3 separate regions of the Mus musculus genome follow, and regions 2 and 3 are each linked to region 1. Evidence: chromatin contacts called from public HiChIP or PLAC-seq and promoter capture Hi-C data. All regions are on one chromosome and are shown on one strand. Each heading gives the region's core, a stretch centred on a gene start, on an enhancer-like site or on the middle of the called end of the contact. The rest is flanking DNA. Distances are from core to core; before and after follow the strand shown. Region 1 overlaps Tsc22d4 (TSC22 domain family, member 4). Region 2 overlaps Zan (zonadhesin). Region 3 overlaps Zan (zonadhesin).

Region 1 (3,613 bases), core at 545-3,044:
GGGTCATCCCCCATCCGAGGGGTATCGGGACCTCCTGCCCACCAGGGCCTGGGGGGGCCAGGGCATCGACCTTCATCCCACTGTGGGATGGACAAAAGCCTTCTCCCTCTGATCCTCTACTGCCACAGGTACTCGGCTGGGCTGGGGCAGAGCTGGGCTTTTTAGAGCAGGGAGTGTCCAGAAGACTGTAGCAGAGCTGACTTGGGGTTCCTCCTCATCTTGTACTCTCCCCCCTCCCCCATGTCTCTCCAGTGGTTCCGGAAGCCTGGTTGGCATTGACAACAAGATTGAACAAGCCATGGTAAGAAAAAGATGTTTTGGTCCCAGGAGGCCCCTTAGCTGTCTCTCTAGCATCTCTCCTCTCCCATGACTTGGGAATACAAACCATTCCTTTTCTACTTCCACCTTGGCTTCCCTCAACCTCCATCCCTGTCTGAGTCTTGTGTCTCCTTTTTTGACCGACTGCTGCCCTGTGTCTCCTTTAGCCTCTTTAGCTTCTGTCCCCTCCTTGGGGCAGAGGGGGAGGGGTATCTAACTGCTTCCTTGAGGCACCTGGGTTAGGCGCTGCAGTTGGAAGTGGCCTGGGGGTGGGGTGGGGGGAGGACCTGATGGTTTTGTTTGTCCCTGGGGTCCAGGACTTGGTGAAGTCCCACCTCATGTTTGCCGTGCGAGAAGAGGTGGAGGTGCTGAAGGAGCAGATCCGAGACCTGGCAGAGCGGAACGCTGCATTGGAGCAGGAGAATGGATTGCTGCGCGCCCTGGCCAGCCCGGAGCAGCTGGCCCAGCTGCCATCCTCGGGGCTCCCCAGGCTCGGGCCCTCTGCACCCAATGGGCCCTCCATCTGAGCCTTCTTTCCCTCACAATGTGCCTTTGGGGGGCTGCCACTGGCTGTTGCGCCTTGTGCCGGCAGCCTGCCCCCTCTTCCTATGTAGCTTTAATGCCCATGCCCAACTCCAGTGCCCAGGGATGGGAGTTGAAGGCTCAATATTGGCCTGTCCCATCCCGCTCGGTCTCCCCAGAGTCCTCAGGCCTTGCCGGAAGAGAAACAGCTCGGGAGAGGGTATTTATCTGAAGCCCCTCGTCCGTGGAAGAACCCAGCCCTGCCTCCTACCCCGGGTATCAGTGTTCTGGGGAGCCCCTCAGCAATAGGTGGCCTGGAAAGATTTGGAGGTTCCCTGGCAGGCCTCACCCCGTTCTCTTCAAGTGCCCCCTCTCCTCTGCCAAGGGAGGGTGTATGGACAGTATCTTCAACTTCTCGGATTCAGGTTGTTGTTAAAATAATAATTATAATTAAAAAAAAAATCTGAAGAAACTTGAATATGGAGGTTGGTGTGCTGTTGCTGCGTCTAGCTATGTATGTAGTTATGCTGTCCCCAACGCACGCCCTCGCGCACACAAACACACACACACACACACACACACACACACACACACACACACACACACAAGATCCCAGGTCCACCCTGGAGAAGATGCCAGAAAATGGCTTGGGAATGGTCTTGGTCCCTGGAAAGGCCTAGCAGGCTGGCCTAAGGAAAGAGGTAGGGGGCGGTGTCTACCCACGTGCTGGTGGTTGGCCCTGTGAGGGGAGGCCATAACAATGAAGTCTTTGGTGAGTGTCAGGATCCACCTCCAGCTTCCCAGTGTGTCCTCTCTTGTGGGCTGGATCCGGGTGGCTGCTTGGAGACAGGCAAGGAGCCCTGAATGGGCCCCTTGTCTTAAGGCTGGGTGTGGGCCAGGCTCTTAGGGCACATGGTGCCCTTGCCAGGCCTGGCAGGCTGCCTCTGCTTCTACCCCACCCCTGGCTGGATGAGGACTAGGCCCAGTGGGTGAGCAAGCTCCTCCTTCTCTCCCAGACCGACTGAGGCAGCCAAGAAGGGCCCCACCTAGTGGGGGCAAAGGGAACAGCACTAAGAGCCTTGAAGGAGAAAGTCTTGTCTCTGGGGATCAGAGAGGAAGCCTTAGCAGAGTTTTAAGTCTTTGGTGGCCCGACCAACCAGATTGGACCCCGTCTTTTCTTTTGGGGTCAGGGTGTGGTGGTTAAAACGGTGTCATGTAGCCCAGCCTGGCTTCAGACTTACTATATAGTTGAGAATGGTGCCGGAGGCCTGATCCTCCTATGTGCCGGGATGACAGGCGTTCACCAGTATGCTGGCCCTGGTTCATTGTTGTGTGATTCGAGTGTTCACTCTGTGCTATTGCCCACATGGAGAGACCAGAGGATAAACCTGGGTGTCACTCTTCACCTTTCACCTTCTCTGAGACAGGGTCTGTCCTTACTAAGGATGCCCAGCTAGCCATCCTTTTATCTTGGCCTCTCATTCCCTGTTAGGACCTCTGGTATTGTAAATGTTTGTTACTGTATCTGTGGGGTGGCCCTGACTCCCAACCGAGGCTTGTGTAATCAGCACCTCCTCCTTACCCACGGTCTCGTGGCCTTAGTCTTCAGTTGTCTAGCTAGAGGGTATCATTTAGCCCATGATGGTCTTGAACTCACTATGGAGCCAAGACTGACTTTGGTCTGTATCTGTGTTCACATGCCTGTCAGTGTGTGTATGCATGTGTGGAGAGACCAGAAGCTACTTGGTGTCTTCTTTGATTGCTTTTCACAGTTTTTGTTGGTTTTCTTTTTTGAGATGCTGTTTCCCTGGGTAGCCCTGGCTGTCCAGGAACTTTCCCTGTAGACCAGGCTGGCCATCTGCCTCTGAGAGCCCTGAGACAGACTCTCAGTAGACCTAGTGTTCACGGATGGAGCTAAGACTGACTGGCCAGCAAGCCCCAGGGATCCTTCAGTCTCGGCTTCCCCACTAGAATTACAGACATGCAGCATTGGAGAGTTGGGGTGTAGGGTGCTGAGGACCCAAATGCAAGTCCTCATTGCGTTGGATCCCCTAGAACAGGAGTTATAGGTGGTAAACTACCGTGTGGATGCTAGGGCTAGAACCCTGGTCCTTTGGAAAAAGCAGCAAACGCCCTTAATGGCTGAGCCATCTCTCCAGTCCCCTCAAATCCAGTTTTTACAAATCCTGTATCCACTCTCCAAACACTTACCTTGAAGTACTGTTGTAAAAATTATCTAGCAAAATCCACAGAGAACGCTTAAAGAGTTTCTGGGCTCTTGATCAACGTTGATTTTATTATCTCGGTTCTTGGGCCAGAAGAGACAAGGCCATCAATGATTGGCTCTGAGGTCTTGGAAGGTCCTCGGGGGGTTGGGGCCAGACAGCTCTCACAATGATCTAGAACACTCCCTCACTCTAAGTTCTCATCTACTTGACTCCTCTCCCTGTCCCAGGGAGGGGAGGAAGGGCCTGTCATGAGTCATTGGGGGGTACGCCCCTTTTGGATTTCGTATTTCTTCCTTCGATACTGTGCTTGAAGCGTCGCAGTACCCATAGTCCTCTCTGGTGGTGGCACTGGCTCATAGCCTTTCCCCTCCTACGCCTCAAATGCTCGCTTTGTGCCAAACTTTGGACTTGTGGTGTCAAGAGAGATTGCCATGGTCATGAGGTTCTTGAGATGGATCAGGCAAATTTGGCGAAAGGTGCCCAGTTGGGTGAGTTTTACGGATATAAGATGGCTGTGAGATAGGAGTTGTGGTTCGTGTTGTCTG
Region 2 (3,613 bases), core at 772-3,271, 360 kb before region 1:
CCTGCCTCTGCCTCCCGAGTGCTGGGATTAAAGGTGTGCGCCACCACGCCCGGCTTTGCAAGTGTGGTTTCTTAAAACTACACGCAACAGGGCTATGTACTCTTAAAAAAAAAAAAAAAAAAGAAAGAAAGAAAAAAGAAAGAAAGAAACAAAATAATAAACAGCAATACAGTCACATCCAGGGTTAACAAAAGCTGATGGAAGAAGTGGCATTTCACTTTTATAAATCTTAGTGTGTGAGTCTTCTCATGTATGCTAGTTTTTGGAGTATTTGTACATGTATGTCTGAAGGTCAGACTATAATCTGGGGCCATGCTCCTCACCCCTATCTTGTATTGAGAGGGTGTTTGTTTTGGTCTCTGTCTAATCACAAGACTAGCTAGCCTGGGGTTCTCTTGTCTCCAAGTAGAAGCTAGAGGTAGCTATGACGAGCTTACATAGGTTCTGAGGATTCAAAGTCAGGCCCTCACACTTGCAAGGCAACATTTTAGCCAGTGAGCCATCTCCTCAGCCACCCACCAACCCCACTCTCCGAGTCCACTCACGGGAATGAGGCCACCTTGGGTGTCCTTGCAGCCACACTGAATTCGGAGCACACACTTATCGTTATTTAACAAGTAGCCGGGTTGACAGATACAGCCCTTCTTGCAGACCGAGGGGGCTTTGAAGTTGGATTCCACGCAGCTGCCATCCAGGTTGGAGCAGGAAGGTGGACAGGAGGGAAGGCAGCTGGTGAAGTGGCTGTGAGCTGGGCACTGCAGAGCTGTGGGGGGCAGAGAGGGTAGAGTTAATGAGGAGACCCAAGAGAGCTGAGGTTAGAGAAAGCGAAGACAGCAAGAGGAGCAGCAGAACTGTAGGCCTTGTTTTCCTTTTGTTATTCATTTAGGGAACATTTACTGAGCGTGGGCTTTTTTAGCCAAGCCCTGCGGAAGAAGGTATGAAAACTGATTTTTAGTAAGTGTGGGAGACTAAAAATGATGTCTCTCTCAAGTCAGCATGGGAGACTAACCATGGGAGATTTAAAGTAGGAAAGGGCCCAGCCCAGCCCAGAGCAGGGTGTCCAGGATTCCTCTCCACTGTGGGACCTCCTATCACCAACCTCCAAGATCAGAGGACTAAGCTCCTTCATGCCCTACCTCTGATCCCTCCAGCCATGAGCACACCGTCCCCCATGGCTCCCTTATGGATTTTGGTGCAGTTGCTGCTGCCGTCACCACTGTCTTTGCAGTAAGTCCCCAAGGGACACTGGAAATTCTGGCACTGAACAGCCCCTCCTGTGCAGGCACAGCTCTGGGTACAGTCCTTGGAGGTCCAGGTCTTGCCTGCCTGTGGAAGTCACAGGAAAAGAGAGTGTCCTAGAGAGACAGACTCACCTCCTGTCGAAAGTAGTTGCATTTGCCCTCTGTCTACAGGTTTTACAACAATTGAGTCAAACAGCTAGAGATGGAAAATACTGAAAAAAAAAGACTATATCTAGGGCAAATGAGTTAGCTCCGTGGTAGAATATCCATGTAGAATCCCCCAGTGAGAGACTAGTAATATGTCTCAGTGGGAGAGCTCCTGCCTAGAATACCCACAGTGAGGGGCTGGGCGTGGCTCAGTGGTAGAACACAGGCCTACAATGCTCAGAAGGGATTCTAAGCAAGGCTTAGTCACAGCTAACTTGCACAGTCATTATTGAGAGGCCAGGTACATGGCTCAGTTGTAGAGTTCTTGCCCAGCAAGTGCCAGGCCCTGACCAAGTTTCAAACTCAAGGGCCAGCCAGAGACGCAAGCCAAGACACATGAGGTCAGAGGACAACTTGTGTGAGCCAGTTCTTTCCTTCCACCATGTGGGTCTTGCTGATCAAACTTGGGTGTTCAGGCTTGAGAGCAAGTGTCCTTTTGGAGCCATTCCTTGGCTCCTAGCTTTGTAAAACGTAATCTTTACTTAAAAATTAATTATGTAGCAGCTTGTGTGCCTATGCTAATTATGTACTCTGCATTTAGGTTAAAGGAAGCCTGTCCCTAGTTGGCTTTGATTGGGAAATAAAGTTGTCATTGGCCAATAGCTGGGAAGGGAGAGAGAGGAGGGAATTTAAGGATTCCAAGGCAAAAGGCAGGAGAAGAGAATTGAGGTCCGCCATGAGAGGGGCATAGGACGGACCATGTAATGAAAGAGCAGGGGGGTGAGATGACCAAAATATTGGTGCAAAGGGAAAGCGGCCCCATGGGAGGGCTGTCCAGAAGGAACAGGGGGGGGGGCAGTAAAGATAAAATATAGATTTAGAAAGGGTTAACTCAGGAATATTGAAGGGCAGTGTATTAGCTGTGGGGACGGGGTGGGGTGGTGGTAGGATGGAGAGGGTTGGAAGTGCCCAGCCATTGAGCTAGGTAAGGCATATTAAAAATAATCTGGTGTGTGTGTGTGTGTGTGTGTGTGTGTGTGTGTGTGTGTGTGTGTTCCATTCTTGAATGCAGAGCTCTTAGGTGGATGCAGAGCCCTGCATGCCTCCACCTGAAGACAGAGCCAGGAGATAGAGCAGTTTAAGTAGAGGAGAAGCAGTCAGAGTGTTGATTGGGTCTCACTTTCTCCAGCTTGTACTGAGACGGGGTCTCCTCGTCTCTTGTTTCATTGTTGCTAGTCTTCCCAGTGAACACCTGGCCAGCCACCTTGCCAGCTTCTGGGGATTCCAAGCCCAGCTTAATGTGGGCACCTGGGATTTAAACTTGGAGCCTTGCCCTTGCACAGCAAGCACTTGGTCACCAAGCCATCTTCCCCGCTTCCCGCACCCACTCACCGGAACAAGGCCACCCTCAGCATCTTTGCAGTCGCAGTGAGTTTGGAGCACACACTTGCCATTATTCAAGAAGTAGCCAGGTTGACAGAGGCAGCCCTCCTTGCAGGTGGAAGGGACTTTGGGGCTGGTCTGCTCACAGCTGCCATCCAGGTTGGCACAGGAAGGTGGACAGGAGGGAAGGCAGCTGGTGAAGTGGCTGTGAGCTGGGCACTGCAGAGCTGTGGGGCAGGAAAAGCATAGTTAGTGGAAAAGATGAGAGGCAGGCCAGGTCTATAGGAGCCAGGTTAGGGAAAATGAAGGAAGCCTTGGGGCTCCCCCGCCACACTTTTATTGTTCGTTCCAGAAACATTTGTTTGCTGAGCATGGCTCTCGTGACAAGTACGTATTAGAAGAATGTATAAAGAATGAAATCTCCCAAGTGAATATGGGAAGCCACCCATCGGGAGACTAACACTCAGAAGAGACGCGGCTGTGGTACTACAGAATCCACCCCTACTATGGGCTCAGAGGAAGCGCCTTGTTGCTTTGCTCTGGTCTCTCCAGCCATAAGCCCCACCTTTCCCCATGACTCTCTTACGTATTTTAGCACAGTTATTGTTGTGGTTGCAGTACGTTCCGGGGGGACACTGGAAATTCTGGCACTGAATGGTCCCTTCCACGCAGGCACAGCTCTGGATACAGCCTGTGGAGAGCCATGTCTTGCCAGCCTGCAGAAGCCACAGGAAATGGAAGGAAGGAAAATCTGAGGGTGGCTATTTATGTATGTGTGTGTGTGTGTGCGTGCCCATGTAAGTATATGCATATGACTGTCCATGGAGGCCAGAAGACACGGC
Region 3 (3,613 bases), core at 401-2,900, 330 kb before region 1:
GTCCCATACTTCCAGAGCAAATGTTTTCACACTGAGCCATTTCCCAGCCCCCACCAACCCCACTCTCCACGCCCACTCACCGGGATGAGAACACCCTGAGCATCTTTGCAGCCACACTCAATTCTGAGCACACACTTGTCGTTACTCAGCACATAGTCAGGTTCACAAACGCAGCCCTCCTTGCAGGTGGAGGGGGCTTCGGGGCTGGTGCCTCTACAGAGGCCATCTGGGTCAGAGCAGGAAGGCAGGCAGGAGGGAAGGCAGTGGGTGTAGAGGCTGTGGTCCGGGCACTGCAGAGCTATAGGGGAAAGAGAGAGTGGGGTAAGTGGAGAGGCCCAGAGGGGGCTTAAAGAAGCACACGCTATAGAAACAGGAGAAGCTAGAATGTTCAAGAAAACTTGAAGGTAGGTTTTTGGGTCCCCCCCCCAAAATATTTACTGACCACAGGCTGTGTGCCAATCCCCTAGGAAAGGAAGTAATGAGAATGGGTCTTCTGAGTTATTATGGGGTGGTAACCATGAGGAAACCAAGTCTAAGAAAGTACCCAGCCCAAAAATTGGTCCCCCGAATCTCTCCTCACTGTGTTACCTCCTACCCCTGACCTCTCAGGCCCAGGGGACTAAGCTCCCTCTGGCCGTGCCCCTAATTTTTCCAGTCATGAACAGCCCCCCACCGTTCCTGTGGTCCTCTTACTGATTTCAGTGCAGTTACTGGTGTCATCCTTGATGTCCTTGCAGTAGGTCCCTGAGGGACACTGGAAGTCCCTGCAGTGGATGGTCCCTGTCACACAGGCACAGGTTTGTGTGCAGCCTTTGTTGATCCAGATCTTGTCTGCCTACAAAAGCCACGGGAGTTAAAAAATGGAACAGGAGCAGGAAGTCTGGTTAGAGGGCCACAGCCTCATCTCTCTGAAGTGCTGACCTTTGCCCTTCATATCTGCACGTTTCACATCTAGTCAGTCAACCAATTATTGATGGAAAATTGGAGGTGGTGGGGGTGAGACCTGTGTGATTGGTAGAGCACCTGCCTAGAAGCTCCCATCAAAACCCTTACAGAGCAACTCCGTGGTATCCATCTTCCCTTGGTGGTTTGGGGGCACAGGGCAGTTCACATAGCTTCTGACGACAGATGATTTGCCTGTGGAGGCTCAGCTACAGAGCACTCAGCTAGTATGTTCCAGAACCTGATCAACCCTCACACTCCAGAGGCAGTCATGAAGCCATGCATACAGACAGGCGCATCCCATGTGCACAAGGCAGAAGGGAAGAAAGTTGCCCTCATGGCACTTTTCAAAATGATCTTTGTGTGCGAGTAGGTGCATTTATGTGTGTGAAACTACAGCACATGTATGTGTAGAAGTCAGAGGATGGTCCAAACCCTCAATTGCATATTGACACAGTGCTCTCTCTCTCTCTCTCCCTCTCCCCCTCCCTCCCTCTCTCCCTCTCCCCTTCTCCTCCCCCCTCCCACCCTTTTGGCTGTTGGCCTTCTCCACTGAGCACACAGCACAAGCTAGCCCTCAAGTTTCTAGGGATTCTCCTGTTTCTGCCTCCCATCTCCCAGTAGGAGCGCTGGATTACAGGCACAGGCCACCCAGCCAGTTCACATGCATTGCAAAAATTCAAACGTAGGTCCTCATTCTTTTGGTGCATATACCTCACCCACTGAGTCATCACCCCAGCACCCCCCCATTCCCCATCCCACTCTCCACACCCACTCACAGGGATGAGGACACCCTGGGCATCTTTGCAGCCACACTCAATTCTGGGCACACACTTGTTGTTAAGCACCACATAGTCAGGTTCACAGACACAGCCCTCCTGGCAGGCGGAGGGGGCTTTGGTGGTGGAGCCCCCACAGTGGCCTTCTGGGTCCGAGCAGGAAGGCTGACAGGGTGGAAGGCAGTTGGTGAAGCTGCTGTGGGCGGGGCACTGCAGAGCTGTGGGTTAGAGGGAAAGCTGGGTTAGTGGAAAAGATTAGAGGGGCTCAGGAAACAGTAGCTATGGAAACCAGGTGTGGCTGAAGGCCAACAGAGCTTTTGAGTTTTTTTTTTTTCTCCCTTGTATTATTCATTCAGTAAACATTTACTGAGCATGCGATGCATGCTAAGCTCCAAGGAATGAAGTAATAAAATGGGTCTCCCTGTTCGTCATGGGATACTAACCGTGGAGAAACAAATGCTGAGAAAGGACCCAGTGAGTTATGGGTCAGAATCTCTCCCCTCTATCACTGACCTCCAAGGCCTGGGGAGCTAACCTTCTCATCCTGCCTCCGAGCCCTTTAGTCACGAGCATTCCCGCTCCGTCTTCCCCCAGGTGGCTCCCTTACTGATATTGGCACAGTTGCTGGTGCCATCCTCAATGTCCTGGCAGTAAGTCCCCGAGGGACACTGGAAATTCTGGCATCGAATGACCCCTTCCATGCAGTCACAGCTCTGGGAACAGCCTCTGGAAGTCCAGCTCTTGCCTGCCTGAAGAAGCCACGGGGAAAACAAAGAAAATGAGGAAGAACAGGCTGGTTCAATTGATACAGACACGCCCACGGTCTGAAGGGCTTCGATCTGCCCTCCCTATTTGTAGATTCAGCATCTAGTGTGTCAATCACCCGCAGCGGGGGGAACAAGAAACCTCTACATCTTATCAGGATGTGGTGGCACGATGCCTTCAGTCCAGGCACTCAGGAAGCAGAAGCAGGCGGATCTCTGTAAGTTCTAGGTCAGCCAGAGCTACACAGTGGGATCCTTTCTCAAAAGAACTAAAGCAAGCAAACGACTACATGCTGCACCAGAGGCTGTGGGTAGAGTGCTTGCCTGGAATCCTCCTGTGGGAGTGCCTCCCTAGTGAAGGGAATGACTGGCTGTTAAAGCTGAGGCCTAGAATCTTCCAATGGAAGCCTGGTATGTAACTCAGCCATAGAACACCAGAGTAGGACCCAACTGATAGGCAGAGTGGGAGGTGAGGGTAGGGCAGGTACTAGAGTAAAAGACCTGTCTAGAATCCCCCAGTAAAGGGCATGGGGTGCAGCTCACAGACAGCCTACCTATCCTATGGCAGGCCCTGACCAACCAAGAAATGACATCCTGGTTGGAGAGAAGCAGAGGAAACTAGAAAGTGGCCACCAAACCCATTTAAAAAATACATACATACATACATACATACATACATACATACATACATACATAATACATACATACATAATACATACTTGCATGCATGCATGCATACACACATACACACATACATACATACATACATACATATATACATACATGCGCTGCTCTCCACAAGACTAGTTAGTTCCCACCTCCTGGAGACCCACCAGTATTCAACTACCAGGAGCACTGTGAGTTCAGAGCCACTATAATAGCTTTTGTGGGCTGTGGTAATTTGAACCCAGGTCCTCATAGTTGCACTATGATTGGTGGCCATTCTTGGTTGTCAACTTGATTACATCCGGAATGAACTAAAACCCAAATGACTGGGCACACCTATGAGTGATTTCCTTTCTTAATCGAATCATTTGAAGATGGAAGACCCACTTCCAATCTGGATCTTTGAGGCGAGAAGATTCACCTTTAATATGGACCGCACCTTGTGCTGGCAGCTTATATGAG

What was found. HiChIP or PLAC-seq counts read pairs in DNA pulled down with a chosen protein or histone mark. Capture Hi-C pulls out chosen DNA fragments and counts their contacts.
Region 2: a promoter capture Hi-C map of adipose tissue shows a contact between it and region 1. The contact joins two enhancer-like sites. A contact is called at or near these places in 1 of 39 promoter capture datasets (liver), 1 of 115 datasets of contacts at active chromatin or transcription factors (pancreatic cancer cells) and 2 of 9 other capture datasets (adipose tissue and pancreatic islet).
Region 3: a contact with region 1 is called in a FOXA1 HiChIP or PLAC-seq map of pancreatic cancer cells. The contact joins two enhancer-like sites. A contact is called at or near these places in 2 of 115 datasets of contacts at active chromatin or transcription factors (embryonic stem cells and pancreatic cancer cells) and 1 of 9 other capture datasets (pancreatic islet).

The regions. Positions count from the first base shown.
Region 1 is chr5:137,758,432-137,762,044 of GRCm38.p6, forward strand. Tsc22d4 (TSC22 domain family, member 4) reads left to right here. Exons shown (of 5, transcript NM_023910.6): 4 at 253-301; 5 at 636-1,316. The coding sequence ends at 845. Among named protein-coding and RNA genes, the nearest start is that of Tsc22d4, 14 kb to the left of the region's middle. Within about 2 kb of position 1,795, at least 180 of the 459 cell types and tissues checked have an H3K27ac peak or open chromatin away from gene starts, as enhancers often do. A contact at or near this core is called in adipose tissue and pancreatic cancer cells, where this site is marked.
Region 2 is chr5:137,402,485-137,406,097 of GRCm38.p6, forward strand. Zan (zonadhesin) reads right to left here. Exons shown (of 88, transcript NM_011741.2): 61 at 3,358-3,487; 62 at 2,781-2,998; 63 at 1,137-1,326; 64 at 546-763. Among named protein-coding and RNA genes, the nearest start is that of Ephb4, 54 kb to the left of the region's middle. Within about 2 kb of position 2,022, at least 6 of the 459 cell types and tissues checked have an H3K27ac peak or open chromatin away from gene starts, as enhancers often do. A contact at or near this core is called in adipose tissue, where this site is marked.
Region 3 is chr5:137,423,836-137,427,448 of GRCm38.p6, forward strand. It overlaps Zan (zonadhesin), which reads right to left. Exons shown (of 88, transcript NM_011741.2): 39 at 2,329-2,470; 40 at 1,722-1,939; 41 at 694-835; 42 at 81-298. Among named protein-coding and RNA genes, the nearest start is that of Zan, 51 kb to the right of the region's middle. Within about 2 kb of position 1,651, at least 42 of the 459 cell types and tissues checked have an H3K27ac peak or open chromatin away from gene starts, as enhancers often do. A contact at or near this core is called in pancreatic cancer cells, where this site is marked.